Regions from separate parts of the Mus musculus genome. Here region 1 is linked to region 2. The links are chromatin contacts, called in public HiChIP or PLAC-seq maps. All regions are on one chromosome and are shown on one strand. Each heading gives the region's core, a stretch centred on a gene start, on an enhancer-like site or on the middle of the called end of the contact. The rest is flanking DNA. Distances are from core to core; before and after follow the strand shown. Region 1 overlaps Tmem131l (transmembrane 131 like). Region 2 has its middle 38 kb from the start of Tlr2.

Evidence for each region. HiChIP or PLAC-seq counts read pairs in DNA pulled down with a chosen protein or histone mark.
Region 1: a contact with region 2 is called in an H3K27ac HiChIP or PLAC-seq map of embryonic stem cells, with 5 read pairs. The contact joins two enhancer-like sites. A contact is called at or near these places in 1 of 115 datasets of contacts at active chromatin or transcription factors (embryonic stem cells) and 3 of 9 other capture datasets (adipose tissue, liver and pancreatic islet).

Annotation. Positions count from the first base shown.
Region 1 is chr3:83,965,050-83,972,311 of GRCm38.p6, forward strand. Tmem131l (transmembrane 131 like) reads right to left here. Exons shown (of 35, transcript NM_172681.4): 4 at 3,109-3,177. Among named protein-coding and RNA genes, the nearest start is that of Tmem131l, 71 kb to the right of the region's middle. Within about 2 kb of position 4,227, at least 26 of the 459 cell types and tissues checked have an H3K27ac peak or open chromatin away from gene starts, as enhancers often do. A contact at or near this core is called in embryonic stem cells, where this site is marked.
Region 2 is chr3:83,876,117-83,883,832 of GRCm38.p6, forward strand. No RefSeq gene overlaps it. Among named protein-coding and RNA genes, the nearest start is that of Tlr2, 38 kb to the left of the region's middle. Within about 2 kb of position 3,380, at least 7 of the 459 cell types and tissues checked have an H3K27ac peak or open chromatin away from gene starts, as enhancers often do. A contact at or near this core is called in embryonic stem cells, where this site is marked.

The sequences.
Region 1 (7,262 bases), core at 2,977-5,476, 90 kb after region 2:
GTCCTCCTTTCTTGTTATCAATGAATACAGATTTCATAGCCTTAACTAAAAGGTGCCAACAAATCAACTGAGCTACTTAAACTTGCCCCCTAAGACTTTACATACTAGTCACACGTGTTCTGGTTTCCAAGACCTTGGAGAAATGCTCTAAGGAGAGATGATAGCACCCTCCCTCCTCAGCAGGGCGTCTGCCTACAGCCACCGGAATCCCAGCAGACACAGAAGCCTCCTTGCCACTGGCTATTTTTATTCTACTTTTCAATATTCTATTTTTACATGTGTTAAAAGGGTATGAATTTCCTTCAGTAGTGACAACTGGAAGATAATCTATGAATTTAATATGACAAGAGAATGATGAAAATGTATGAATGATTAGCACTTCCAGCCTTGGAGCTGGCCCTTTGGAGAAGCTCTCAGGGAACAGAAGAAAGAGACAAGGTGGAGAGTCAGCCATCTGCCTGCAGTCTGCCTGAGGCTGATCCCAGAAGGAGGGCGAAAGCTGAACCAGCAGGGAGGGAACTGGGAGCTTGGTGGCTGCTGTGCTGTCCTAGTAACCATACAGGAGCCAGTGGGTGGGAAGAAGGGAAGCACTGGTCACTTCTTAAAGGTGCTATCAATGAAACTAAATGACAGACTGTCTTACCATGGTGAGTGACTGAGTGAGACGTGACCCTGGCCAAACTGCACTGCTTCTCAGCGACCAGTGTGTAAACCTCTGTGCCCTATAGTCAAGCACTAGCATGTAAAGATGGCTACACATGCTCAGATAATGGCTAAGTTACCCTTGGGAACTCATCAGACACACAGATGAAGAAGGCTCTTGCTACTGCACTGTGTAACCCAGCATTACAGAGGCAGAGCCAAGAGGTTTGCCACAGCCTGAGGCCAGCCTGCTCTGAGGTTCAGGCCAGCTAGGGCTACTCAGTGAGATCCTGTCTCAAAGAAAACAAAATGACAAAGTAACACAGCTCAAATGACATAAAACACCTTAACATACTAAAAAACTACAAAGTATTACATAACATAGCTGAACCTTCTGAAGGTATTTCAAGTCTAAAAATCAGTAACCCTTTCAAACCAAGGCCACTTACATAACCATTCAATGTTTTTTTAGATAACAGAACCAGTAATTAATGCATATGGACAATTAAGACAAGTGTAGCACTTATACATATACACACTCACTGATCACAGTTTTAAATTTTTCTTGAATTTTCTGTATACGAGTGTTTGCCTGTATGTATGTGTATATGGGTTGCAGGCCTGGCTGGTGCCTGGCCGGCAGAGACTGTCTGACTCCCTGGAGCTAGCATTACAGACAGTCATGAGTTGTCATCTGAGTGCTGGGAACTGCTTATCCTCTCAATAAGTAGCAAGTACTCTTGACCCCTAAGCCCTCTTTCCAGCTCCTATATTATGGGATTTTCTGGAAGAGTAAATGACAGCCAGGATCCTATATACCTGAACTTTTTTCCTATTCTGGCTATATTCACCATGATCCATTTCATTATACCTACCAATCTAAAATAGTCTCTAAAATAGTCCTGCGTGCATGCATATACACACAAACACACACACACACACACAATTTCCTCAAGAAAAACAAAACAAAAAAAAACTTTGTGTAAACTATTCTCTCAGATTTGAAGTCAGTGAGATTATAAATCATTTAACTTATCTGATAAATGATTATAAATTCAACTTTTAACAAATTTCTTAATCTATTTTTTGTAAGTAATTCAATACAAAATATTCTGAGCATGGTAGTGCAAGCCTTTAGTGCCAGCACTGAGGAGATAGAGAGCTCTGTGACTTCCAAGCCTGCTAGGACTACAGTGCAGGACCTTGTTAATAATTAGATAGTTTAGTAATTAGTTCAGACACCTAGAATCTTGTAAAGTTAGCAAACTACTTTAACAATTTGATCTCCTCCTCCCTTTAGAAAAAACTCCTTTGAAAAGCTCAGCAAGATAGCTCATTCCTTCCCTGTGGCTCCAAACTTCAGAAATGCAGACAATGACAATGTCAGAACGTGACAAGAATGGCAGGTGAAAGCTCAAAGCACGGGTTGCAGACCCCACTGGCCCTAGGGTCATTCATCACCAGGTAACTTCACTCAGCAGCTCTTGAACACATTGTGAACCTAAGCAGAGCTTTGAGGGGACAAATCGAAGATGTACCTTTTCAATGCCTACTACCAGGCTTTAAGTTTTAACTGCATCCCAGACATGCCCCTCCTCTCCTGTGTGATCCCAAAGCCTGCATTTCCTCTTTCATGTTTCTTAGCACTGTGACTCTCCTTACAGCGTATCTCATCTTCTCTGCCTAAACGTCCACAACTACCCAGGAACGATCAATAGAGTACAACTTCCAGCCTGAAAGTACAGCAGGGAAGGCAAACAATTGCATCTGGCCTAAAAGGATTCAGAGATCATCAGTATTCCATTTTTCCATTATAAAATAATCAAACTTGTTCCAAAAAACACCCAAAGACTTACCACTGAATTCTTACTGAAGTCTAGCTATTATCAAGTAGTATAAGGCATATCATGACGCAACTGGATGGGGGCTGACTGTATACCACAGTAGGAAAGCATACACCTGGAATGGACAAGGGCCTAACTGCAAAACATACATCAAAAAACTCAAAGGGTTTAAAATAGCTTTTGTACTCTCTCTTTCATGAACTATTCCTTTAACAAGTCTCAGGATTGAGACCCTTTCACATTATTATATGCTTAACATATAACACTGTGTGTGTGTATGTATGTGTATATATATATATATATATATATATATATATCATCATGTAAGATCCACTGAGGCCAGAGGCTGGAGAGGGCTCCATGGTTATTAGTTTATGTTGCTCTTGCAGGGATGGGAGCTTAGTTCTCAGCACTCATATTGAACAGTTCACAACTGCCAGTAACCCCAGCCCCAGGGGAGCCAGTGTCCTCTTCCGGTTTCTGTCAGCATCAGCAGTCATGTGGACATAACTACAACTCAACACATACGCATATAATTAAAAATAAATATGTTAAAAAGATATGCTGAAGATAAATACAAATAAGATGAATTTAGTTATAAATTTAAAAAAAAAATACTTACTGTATTCCAAAATCTAGAACTGACGGCTGAAAATGTAAGCCTTTTCCAATGAACAGTTTATCTGAGAAGCTAAAAGACAAAAGGAAAAAAAAGAGAGAGAGACATTAATTGCTTAGGTTTAAATTTGAATTTTGCAATCATATGCTCAGTACAATGACTCTAAATTCATGCTATCTAATTTTACTCACTTATAGATAAATTTGAACTAGAGTTCTAGAAATTTACAACCGTCTAGCTTACAGTTAATATAACATTTATCAAATGGACAGATCTTGCCAACAGATGACGACACAAACGAAGCCCTACTTAATGACTAGTAGGCTTCTTTCTGCATGAAGTCAGGTAACAGGCCTATCTTCACATACCCAAAACAAAGAAAAACACATCTGTAAAGCAGGTTTGAGGAAACTCTGGCCCCTGAATTCTTTAGGCCAATGGTTAATATGTGTACTGGCTGGTTTTGTGTGTCAACTTGACAAAGGCTGGAGTTATCACAAAGAAAGGAGTTTCAAGTGAGGAAATGCCTCCATGAGATCCATCTGTAAGGCATTTTCTCAATTAGTGATCAAGGGGGGGAGCGCCTCTTGTGGGTGGTGCCATCCCTGGGTTGATAGACTTGGGTTCTATAAAAAAGCAGGCTGAGCAAGCCAGGTGAGGCAAGCCAGTTAAGTAACATCCCTCCATGGCTTCTGCATCAGCTCCTGCTTCCTGACCTGCTTGAGTTCCAATCCTGACCTCCTTTGGTGATGAACATCAATGTGGAAGTGTAAGCTAATTAACTCTTTCATCCCCAACTTGCTTCTTGGTCATGTTTGTGCAGGAATTGAACCCCTGACTAAGACACCAGGGAAAGGCCTGTGTGTCACAGGCTGCTGGAGGTAGGCATAATTTTCAACCAGGTCTGGATTCATTTAGTTCATTTAGTTTTGTTTGTTTCTGAGATAAAGGCTCACTCTGTAGGCCAGGCTAGGCACTATGTACCTTAGGCTGGTCTCAAACTCATAGGCCTCTCTTGTCTCAGCTCCTGAGTGCTGGGTTTGCAGACAGGAACCATCATCATTCGTGGTATAAGAACCACATAAACTCTCACATGGCAAGTCACATTCTCAGCACCTGAGTGCTCGCTGTGATCTCACTTCCCTTACAAGTCACAGGGCTGGAGAGACAGCTCAGAAGACAGTGGTGTTTGCTGTCCCCGCAGAAGACCCAGGCAGGTTCAGTTCCCAGCACCTACACAGGACTCACGACCATCTGTAGCTCCAGTGCCAGGGAAATGTGACTGCTCTTCTGACTTCTTAGGGAACCAGGTATGCACATGCTACACATAAATGCATACAACCATAAAACACTAATACACATAAAACCAAATAAACATTTTTAAAAAGTCAAGAGTCATAGATCAATTCAGTAGAAAAACAAATCAAGCACATGTAAGTGAAAAATATAATAAAGCTATAACAAGAGATATAAACATTTAGATGGATTAATTAGATAGACAGACAGACAGACAGACAGACAGAGGTATGACTATTTGAAAGTTTACATAGCACAGAGATGTTTACTGGAAGAAACTCCCTAAGTGAGCATACTTTATTTAGAGACTCAGAATAGTTCTCCATAACAAAAGCTTACCATTTTCCCTCCCCTCAAAGCTCTCAGGAAGCTGGTCCCACTTTTGTCACCTGGACTTTAAGTCTGCCAGCTAGAAAGTAAGGTGACCTTTAGAAGATCTTTCTCAGAGGTTTGCTGTTTCCTGAAAGCACAGTCTATGGAGGGGTGGGAGAACCACCCCATTCCTTACAACTCCAGCTACAATCTTTTCAAACTCCCTTCCTCCAAAAAGCATCTGCTCAGAGCTACCTGAGTCTCTGTCCTATCTCCAATACCAGCTGGGTTAAAAATCAAAGTGGCACTTTGGTCTCTTGTCAACTTTTCCACCCAATAGAGACTAGATCCCTTCAGACTCTAGAGCCCAGCACTACAGCTCGCTTGTAAATAAGACCACTAGCTGCCTCAGAACAGAAGTGACAACCTCAGAGGTGCACCATGGGCACACACACTACAGAAACTGGTCAGGGCTTAGCATTCCAGGAGAACCCCAAGCAACCTTAGAGAGGCCACAGAAATGTGCTGTATTAATAACACGCAACAGAAGCTAAGAGCAGCTCCTTCCCGTCCAGTGCCAGAGCCAGAAGTTGAACATTGGGTTTTGCACATGGTTTCCAAGTGGGCAGACAAAGCCTGGAGGATTTCCTCAACTTACAAGGTCACAAAGCACAAAGAGGCAAATCTCTAACTCAGACCTGGGGCCGCTGGAAGGGAGAACACTATCTGGGAACCAACTAGGCCTAGCCTGTTGTGTGACAGCCTGAGCTGCAGGTCTCACAAGCCTGGTTCCACACCCACGGCCATTGCTTTCCTGGTCTGAGCCGGTCAGTAGCTTCATTTGTTAGTGTCTGCCTTATCGTCTAAAAAAGAAAATGCAGGGACAGCAGTATGTAGCTTACAGTTGTTGTGGAGCTAAAGTGAGAGGACATGGCCTTTGCTTCATGCCTGCCCATGATTTATATAATAACCATAGGATCATGTTACAAAGAGGATGGCATTCATCTAATAAAAAAGGAAGGAGACAAATGCAGAGGCCACTGGGGCTCAGTGCCCATGCTGGCCTCTGGACTGAGAGATCCCAATGCAGTCATAGTGACAGTCTATGAATAGAACAAATGAAACACAGACTGGACTATCTCCCACGTAACAGATTTTCAAATTCCACAGTCACAAACCTCATGTGCTCAACAAAAATCAGGCACCTGGGGGTCAATTTAAAGTAATATAGCAGAAACACCCCAAATTTCTCTAACTTTAAAAAGAAAAACAAAATCCCATCAGTGATTTCCACCCCCCTGAAATCACAGATGATTCTTTTTCCTTGTTAACAGATTTTATGTCACCTGCCTAAAAACTTTGGACAGCAGCATATCAAGGCATGTGGAAGCTTAACGTTAAGTAAGTTAAAGTAACAGGCCTGAGAGGTCGAAGCCGAGGGAGCCCATGGAGCTGGAGAGTCTTCCCACGCATGCGCTCAGAAAGGGGGCTGAGGATTAGCAGCACGGCTCCCTCCCCAAGACAAGCCCTCCAAACCACAACTTAACTTCTCACTTCTCGGAAACCAATCCTTCCCAATCTTTCTGTTTTAAGACATCCTCTGGCCTGCCCTTATTTAGGGTCCTGCAGGCAGCATGGAGAAAGCTGTGCTGCACTTAGGCTCCGGGAGAGTTAAACAAGCAGGCCTTGCTGGGTTCCTAACCAGCCTCTCAGCCTATGCCTATGCACGCAAGTCTCCATAGAGACCCCACAGCTGAAAACATCCAAGGCCCACGGTGGTGGGGAGTAGCCTCCATATAGACCCCTTCTTGCTTGCCTCCCCTATTGCCTCTGTCACACCCTTTACAGTAAAACTGAGCGAATGTTTCCCTGGCTTCTGTGAGCTGTTCTATCCAATCTATCAAAAACCTCGAGGGTTGTGGGAACCCTGCCTGCAGCCTGTGCGTCAGAAGTGTGGGTGAAACAATCAGACTTGTGGCAGGGCACCTCAAGTAGGAAGGAGGCTTGGGACTGTGGTCTTAGTCTGAAGGATGTGACCAGACACAGTGTCAGAACTGAACTAGACCAGAGGACTCGGGCTGGTGTCTATTGCAGAACTCATTACTGATGGATGAAGACAGTCTCACACTTCTCAGAGTCACAGGGACTTCGTGTTCATTACTGAGGTGCAAATGTTAAGGGGACAAGGTGGCTGGCTTTCCAGCAGTGGGTAAGTAGCAAGCGGCCATAATTTAGTTACATGTGGACATCACAATTATCCTCAGATGCTCAGTGCTTGTGGTTCAAACACTAAAGACTTTTCCAAACCAACACCTTTAAAGAACTAACCCTGAGAGGCTGTGGTAAAGAAACAATATGCCACCTTCTCGCCCCCACAGTTTCACAGGCCAGCCTTACCTTTGCAACTTTCACCCTTAATAACCCATTATCAGGGAATGCCAACCCTCAGCTGGTGTCTTTTACTCCAGGAGAGTCCCAAATGACACAAAGTAAACAAAAGCAGCTCAGAAAAGTTAATTATGGCTAGGCGTTGGTGGCGCACGCCTTTG
Region 2 (7,716 bases), core at 2,130-4,629:
ACAGCAATAGAACAATGACTAAGACAAAGTTGGAGATATATTAGAAGAGTTCTTAACACTGCAGATGACAGAGAGACAGCAGCATGAGGAGATATCAGGCATGTGTAGTGGAGTGAAGGTCTTTGGAATGTTTTCACAGTAATTGGGTGGGAGAGAGAGAGTGAAAGTTTCCTTTTTAGGGCCATAGCTAGACAGTTGCCTGGAGCCATCAGTGAGCACTTAGTTAAAGAATGTTAGGCAAACATCTTTCCTGGTCTTTGTTAGGATCTAAGCAACGGACGCCATAAAGTCATACCATTGTACAGATCTCACATGGGACATTTATGGAGGGAGGTGGTGTTCAGAGGCTTTCTCTGGGTGAGGGTGGAGGGGAGAAGAAAGCAGGGAGAGGAGAGACTGGCCTTTTATAAGGGTTGTAATGCAAGCACAGGGTATGTAACCGTGGCAACAGTGGGAATGAGCTCATCTTAGCAGCTATTGATGATGTCTGCTGTCACTGTATGCCTGGGGGCAGGCAGTGGAGATACCTGATTCCTCCCCTTTGTATATTATAAAAGAGGGGACGTTGAAAGGGATGATTTCGAGGCAGGGATGAGGGTTGTGTGCTCTCTAGACTACTTCTTGCTGTCTAGGTGTGGTCATTTTCTAGAAACTTCAATGTTACCATCAGAGAACAAGAGTTTCAGGCTCTGTGGCTTGTGGTTGGTAGATCTGTAACAATAACTGATTAATTTCTGATTAGAGATTTTCTTTGAACTTGTGGTTGGAGAAATGCAGAGAAAAATTTGCCAAAGCAGGATATGATTAATAAATGAAGGAAAATGACAAAGAGGGGAGTCTGGAAGGGCAATCCCACTTCCACATGGGGTTCCAAATGCCTAGGGGACAGAGGCATTGGGTTGCTCCTAATGATATTTTGGAGGTCTGTTTGAAGTTGTTTGATTTTGTTTTGTACTATTCCCACTTGGTTGACATAGAAGCAGCATTCCTCTTGGAGGAAGGGGCAAAGGTCACCTTTTTAAGCTGTAAGAAAAATTTGGTCTCCATAAATTTTGGAGTACCACTGCAGGCAGGGAGTCAATCTGTCCTTGAAGAGTGAGTGTGGTTTGGGTCTCCTACTGGAGATCCTGGGTGAACCAGGAAGAAAACTAATGATACAAAGTCAAGGAAGTGGCCCTTCCCATTGTTCCAGGGACGACACCTGCAGCTATTCCTGTGACAACCAGGAGGGGCAAGATTTGAACTGCCCTTTTATAATGCCAGGCAGCTATTGCGTCCACAACTGGAATCAGTAGGGATTCTTTCTATGTATCATTCCCAACGTGGGGAAGAGAAATACTAGCATGCAAACTCCTTACCAGCTAGAGGGTAGACAATGGTAGACCTGAGTACCACAAAGAATGGAGGTCTGTGGACTGTAGGGCACTGGGGCTGAGATGAGGTATTAAGGATTATCGCTTTGTTGTTGTCTGGGGGATTTAATGCCCCTACAGAATGAGTCCAAATGCCTTAGAACAGATTGCCAAAGAAGGTAATAAGAAAAAGGGTTGGAGTCATGGCACCACCAGGCTCAGGGAAGCTGGTGAGTGGTGAGGTGGGATTATTTGATAGGGTCATAGGAGAGGCTGTAAGTGGTACATGTGAGCTACTTCTGGGTGGTCTATTCTCTCTGGATATTAATTGTGCTTACTGGGAGCCTGGGGTTGAAGAGACATAGCAGTTGCCAGAAGTGACCATTTCCCTCCTGGAATTTCATGAGTCCTGTATATACAAGTAGAGGGTCTTATCTCAGATAGAAGAGGGAATCAGGAGGAGATTTTAAGTATGGTGAATGGTATTGACAAGACCAGTATGGGAAGCCTCCATATCTGTCTGGCCATTTTTTACAATTACTTTCTGTCTGGTCAAAGAGTAAGCAGACAAAAAGGACAGTTATTCCTAGAAACTATAAAAATTTCCTCTTTAACAGAGGGGACTGTGAAAGGCTGGATAAATGTTTTCTATCCAAAGTAACAGCTTTGTGGATTGGAGTAATTGTTAGTCTCAAGTAGGTGACCTGAGGGATGGAAAATTGGATCTTAGATAGTGAGACTCTGTAGCCACAGCTGGACGAGAGCCTAAGTGTCAGTTTGGCTAATTTGTAGGGATGGACTGCAGATGATAATGCCATCTACATACTGTATGAGCTTGGATTGGGAAGAGATAAAGAAAAATGTATGACAGGGTAGAGGGAGACCACTGTAGAACTGATGAGCTGAAGATCTTGAAATAGGCAGTAGGTTATTGGGCTTCTTAAATGCAAGTGTAGGGGTGTTATAGGGCAAAGATGTGGGGGCAAAGTTGTTTTTCACAGGAAGTCAGACATAATATCCTTAAGTTCCTTGAGACTCTAGAGACAGAGCGTGTGTAGTTGGGGGTGGGGGTGGGGAGGGATGGTACTGAGCTCGGGTGATGTACCGGTAGAGTCTTGTAATCAGATGACAATAAAGGAATGATGTTTAGCAACTGGGGTTTTTGATTTGCCAGATAATGAGGGAGGGATCCATCTGGGATGCTGGAAAAGCTTTATGTGTTGAACCAGTAGGTTGGGTGGTTGGGTAAGAAAAGGAGAAGGGCTGCTGGCAAGCTTGAGCTCGAGAGAATGGTGGGGCGGGCGGGGGGGGGGGGCAAAGGAAATAGAGACTCCCACTTTGGCTAGAGGATCCCTTCCCAATAAGGGAATAGGACAGGTTGTCACCACCAGCTAGATGGTTCCCAGCTAAACAGAGAAAGTACGCACAGAAAGCTCTCAGTTTAGAACACCATCCATCCCCTGAGGCAGTAGGCAAAGGGTTGCTCCTCGATTGAGGTTGCTTTGGCTTTCTGCAGTCTTCTTATCACCTGGATTTCTCCAAAATGGCTGAATTGCTTGAGAGCTATTTCTTCAAAGCCATGAACAAAATCAGAGTCAGTTAATTGCTGCAGACTAACCCCTTCTGGGTCTCCTATCTGCGTGGAACGGGTTCTGATTGTAGGTGGGCAAAGGAGTCAGTGAGATGGAGGGGTAACAAACAGGCTTGACACAAGGGAGTGTGGATCTGAATGTAATTTGTCAAATCGAGCATCAAACTTTTTATACAGAAGAAAATAGGGAAGTTAGGTGACACACTGGCAAGGTACAATGAGGTTACAGGATTCTTACATAAAACAAAGACATGCAAACACGGAAGGACTGACGGGAACCAACTGGGAGAAAATTCAATGTTAACAGCTGGGATCAAAAAACAGCCCCACCTAAGGTCAGCTTAATCTTAGAAGCCAGGGGCAAGGGCTTTGTGCCCTTGCCATAGTTCCTATTCTAGTCTATTGAATAGTCCACCTCCCCCCCTAGGCCATTGTAAATTCTTGTGTATGGGTGTAACTCAGCTATCTATAGTTCTAAGAATCTATTCTGGCTCCTCCTTAGACCACAACCTTCCTTCTTCCTAGGTAATGGTAAATTCATGTGTAGGGCAGTGACTTAGCTATCCATGCCCAGGGTCAGCTCAAGGACTGACTGCCTAGAACTGGTGAAGAATCTAACTTAGCTATATGTCAAAAATTCAATCCTTAGAAGCACTTATAATAAAGCAATATTAAGGGAAAGCACACGGATCATTTACCAACTAAAGCAAGGACATTGGAGCATTCATTATACAGGATGCCACGGTTCTAGGAGACTAAGTTTCCATGAACTTTTCACCTCAGGACAGCGCCCAGGTTTTTTGGGGCCTGTCACTACTGGAGTGGATGTAGCAGCTAATAAGACAGAATCTCACATAGCATAGCCATGGGGTGACAACCTATCACCTTTATGATATTCTGTTGGCTAAAGGCCAATTATAGTCACTGCCACTATCAAGGGGAAGGAACTTTACAGGGATTCAAACCAGGAATCAGGAGTCATGGAGGCCACTGAAGCCACACTCAACACCCCATAATGATTCCAAGGAGCCAGTTGAACTGAGGGGAGATTCTGGGCTATAGTCCCACCTAACCAGAGTCATGTGATATGTCCTTACCACAGTTCTCCTGTATTTCCTGAGAGATGAAATTTCTGGTAAGAAGTATTAATGACTGTGATGATTTGTATATCCTTGGACCAGGGAGTGGCACCATTTGAAGGTGTGGCCTTGTTGGAATAGGTGTGACCTGGTTGGAATGGGTGTGTCACTGTGGGTGTGGGTATAAGATCCTCACCCTAGTTGCCTGGAAGTCAGTCTTCCACTAGCAGCCTTTGGATGACAGCCTGGATACTGCCATGTCCCCACCTTGATGATAATGGACCGAACCTCTGAACCTGTAAGCCAGCCCCAATTAAATGTTGTTTTTTTATAAGACTTGCCTTGGTCATGGTGTCTGTTCACAGCAGTAAAACCCTAACTAAGACAATGACCTCTACAAATAAACAAAAAGTGTGCATATTAGGTGGCAGTGTGAGGAGCGGGTGTGGCAGCAGTCCCAAGATGGCACCCGGGACTGCAGCCAAGTCTTATGACTTGCACCTGACTTCCTCATACACCTGAAAATAAGCCATTGTGAGAACTGCACAGGTGCACCATGATGCAAGATCGGACCATATGACAAGTGATGATTCTGGCCAATGGACTGCTGTTACGTGGACTGGGCTGATGGGGCGTGGTTGAGGGCTTATATAAGGGATTGCGATTGGGGGCAGAGGAAGGACTTTTCCTGGAGAGAGATTCCTAGAGTTTTTTTCCTGGAGAGAGATTCCTGCATGCATGTTGAAAGGTTACTGAATAAACTGCTTTGAGAAGAACGCTGTGTCGTTGCTCTTTTCTGCTGGTCAGAGACAGAAGCGACAAGTAAGTACCACGGAGAAATCAGTGGTGCCGGGGGAAAGGAGGGCCAGCATTTCATGTGTGTATGGGAGGAGTGTAGTCACAGAGCCTATTGGAAACCCATCCACGTTCCCAGTGGAGTTTTCCTCTAGGGTGTTTACTCAGTAATCTCTGCTTATGTCACTATGCCTCCTGCAATCTAGCTATTTGACTCATATGGCCCTCTGGGGTGGATGCAACAGGGCCGTTCTAATTTGCTTTCCATTGCTGCAATAAAATACTAACCAAAAGCAACTTGGGGAGAAAAGAGTTTATTACATCTTTCAATTCAGATCACAGCTCATCACTGAAGGAAGTCACGGCAGAAACAGAGATGATACTTCCTGGTTTGCTTCCCATGGATTGCTCAACTGCTTTTTGTTTGTTTGTTTGTTTGTTTGTTTTATATCATCCAGGACCTTCCCAGGCACCAACCACAGTAGACTGAGCCTTCCCACATCAATCATTAATCAAGAAAATGGCCTGCAGACTCACCTACAGACAATCTGATGGAGGAAGCTCAGTTAAGATTCTCTCCCCCTTCCCAGATGACTTTAGCATGTGTCAAATTAACAACAATAACAACAACAACACCCAACCAATCAACCAACCAAAAAACTAGAAACAAAACTACCAAAACAAACAAACCAAACAAACAAGAAAAACCTAAAACAAAACACCTGACCAGTGAGGGGCAATGATTACTCATATATGTGCTTCAACCTAGAAGTTACAGATGTGACTTCTGCTCAAATTCATTGTCTAAAGCAATAATATGCAAGAAAGTAGCATCTCTATATGGCCACAATCAGGAAAGTCCTCTAATAAAGTCATAGGTAGCAATCAGGATACAGAAAATGTCACACAGAAACCTAGGAAATGAGTGTGTCAGACAAGACAGAACTCACAAAGACTTGTGGGTCACAGCATCCTTAGTGTATAGAAGAGAGGGCAAGGAGGCAGGATGGCCAACAGTGGGAATTAGAGAGGAGGAAGAGAAAAGGGTGATGCCCTTGGGGGCTATGGCACTTCAGTGTGATTGGAAAGATACAACTTGGTATTGAGACAGAAGTGTGAGCTGGTTCCACATTCAGGAAGGGACATTCATTCATAGCTGCTCTTGTGCTCTTCTTCACTTTGGGTTTTTGAGGAATCGTCATGCTCTGCAGGCCAAGCTGTCCTGAAACTCACTGTGTAGACAAGCAATTCTCTGAGCTCTGTCTCTCAACCCTGGATTTCAGGTGTGAAACACTACTGTCTTCATAGATGTTCTCTGGACTATTCCAATAGCCCATCTTTGGCATTAAAGCTTCTTTACTCTGTGGTTGAAACGTTGTTGGGTGTATCAGTTACTATTTTCATTGTCAGGTCAAAAAATATTTGAAAGAAATAACTTAGAGGAGTGAAGTTGATTTTGGTTCATGATCCATCATGATGAAGGAAGCATGGTAGAATGGCTTGGTCCAGAGCTGGGCGTGGTGGCACATGCCTTTAATCCCAGCACTTGGGAAGCAGAGGCAGGCGGATTTCTGAGTTCGAGGCCAGCCTGGTCTACAAAGTGAGTTCCAGGACAGCCAAAGATACACAGAGAAACCCTGTCTTGAACCCCCCCCCCCCCAAAAAAAAAAACCAAAAAAACCCAAAAACAAAACATAATGGCTTGGTCCATGGAGGCAGAAGCTTGCAGTGGGAGAATCTCTCATAACCAACCAGGAAGCAGAGATGTCATGCCAGCAGCAGGGCTGAGCTATAACCCTCAGAGTTCCTTCCCAAGTGCCCTATCTCTTCCAGTAAGGTCCTATGTCTTGAAGGTTTCACAGTCTCCCAGAACAGCACACTAACTAGAGATCAAGGACTCAGATACATACTTCATGCTCAAACCATAACATTCACTTCTGCACCTCATAGGCTCATGAGCATCTCATAATGAAAGGCCCATTCATCCCACCCCTGCCTCATAGGCTCATGAGCATCTCAGGATGCAAAACTCATTCATTCCAACTTTAAAAGTCACCATAGTCTTAATAGTTTCAATGTTTCTAATACCCAAGATACACTGTTAACTATGAACAATATAAAAAATATATACAGTTGCCTCATTCCACTATATGATGGCACAGAGTAATGTGCCAGGAATAGAGAAATGGAAGTATATAGCAAGCAAAGATTGAACCAAAGTAAGACAGACACTCAGCAGGGAAAGCTCCATATTCATTATTCGAGATGACATCATCTGAGTTCTTGTGGAGCCTGTGCCTACGGCCTGCTATCCCCAGGACACATGGGCTTTTTTCTTTGACTAATTTCACTGGCGTCTACAGGTCTCCTAGAAGATGTCCCATGCTCCTGGCCTCTCTAACATCCCAAAGTCACCACAGCAGCATAGGCTTCAACTTTCATCCCTTCACACAGAAGATACTCAGGGTCCTTATCCAAGAAATCTGTACCTGTGGAAACATTGCCTAGCCTCACCAAATGTAACCCCTGTGACTCCATCTTTCTTGCCTTCTAAGTGCCTACAAATTCAGCTCTACGTGGTCAGGGACATTCTTCTGTCAACTTGAGATGTAGCCTGTAGACGTTTAATTGTCTTATTCTTTGTCCTAGGCTCAAAAAGCAGCCTAGATCTGCATGTGCTACTCTGGTATAGAGGGAAAGACTCATAGACTAAAGGTGTTGGTTATCCAGGGCCCACTGAATGGGGTTGGAAGTTGGCAGATTGTCCCTCAGCTCCTCATTTCAGCTAACACAAGAAACTAGGCTAAGGTTGATAGTGGGGTAAGGAACGTATTCTACCCCTAAAGAAGTACAGTTCTTCACAGGAGGGAGAGTGGACATGACTTCCACAGTCAGAGGC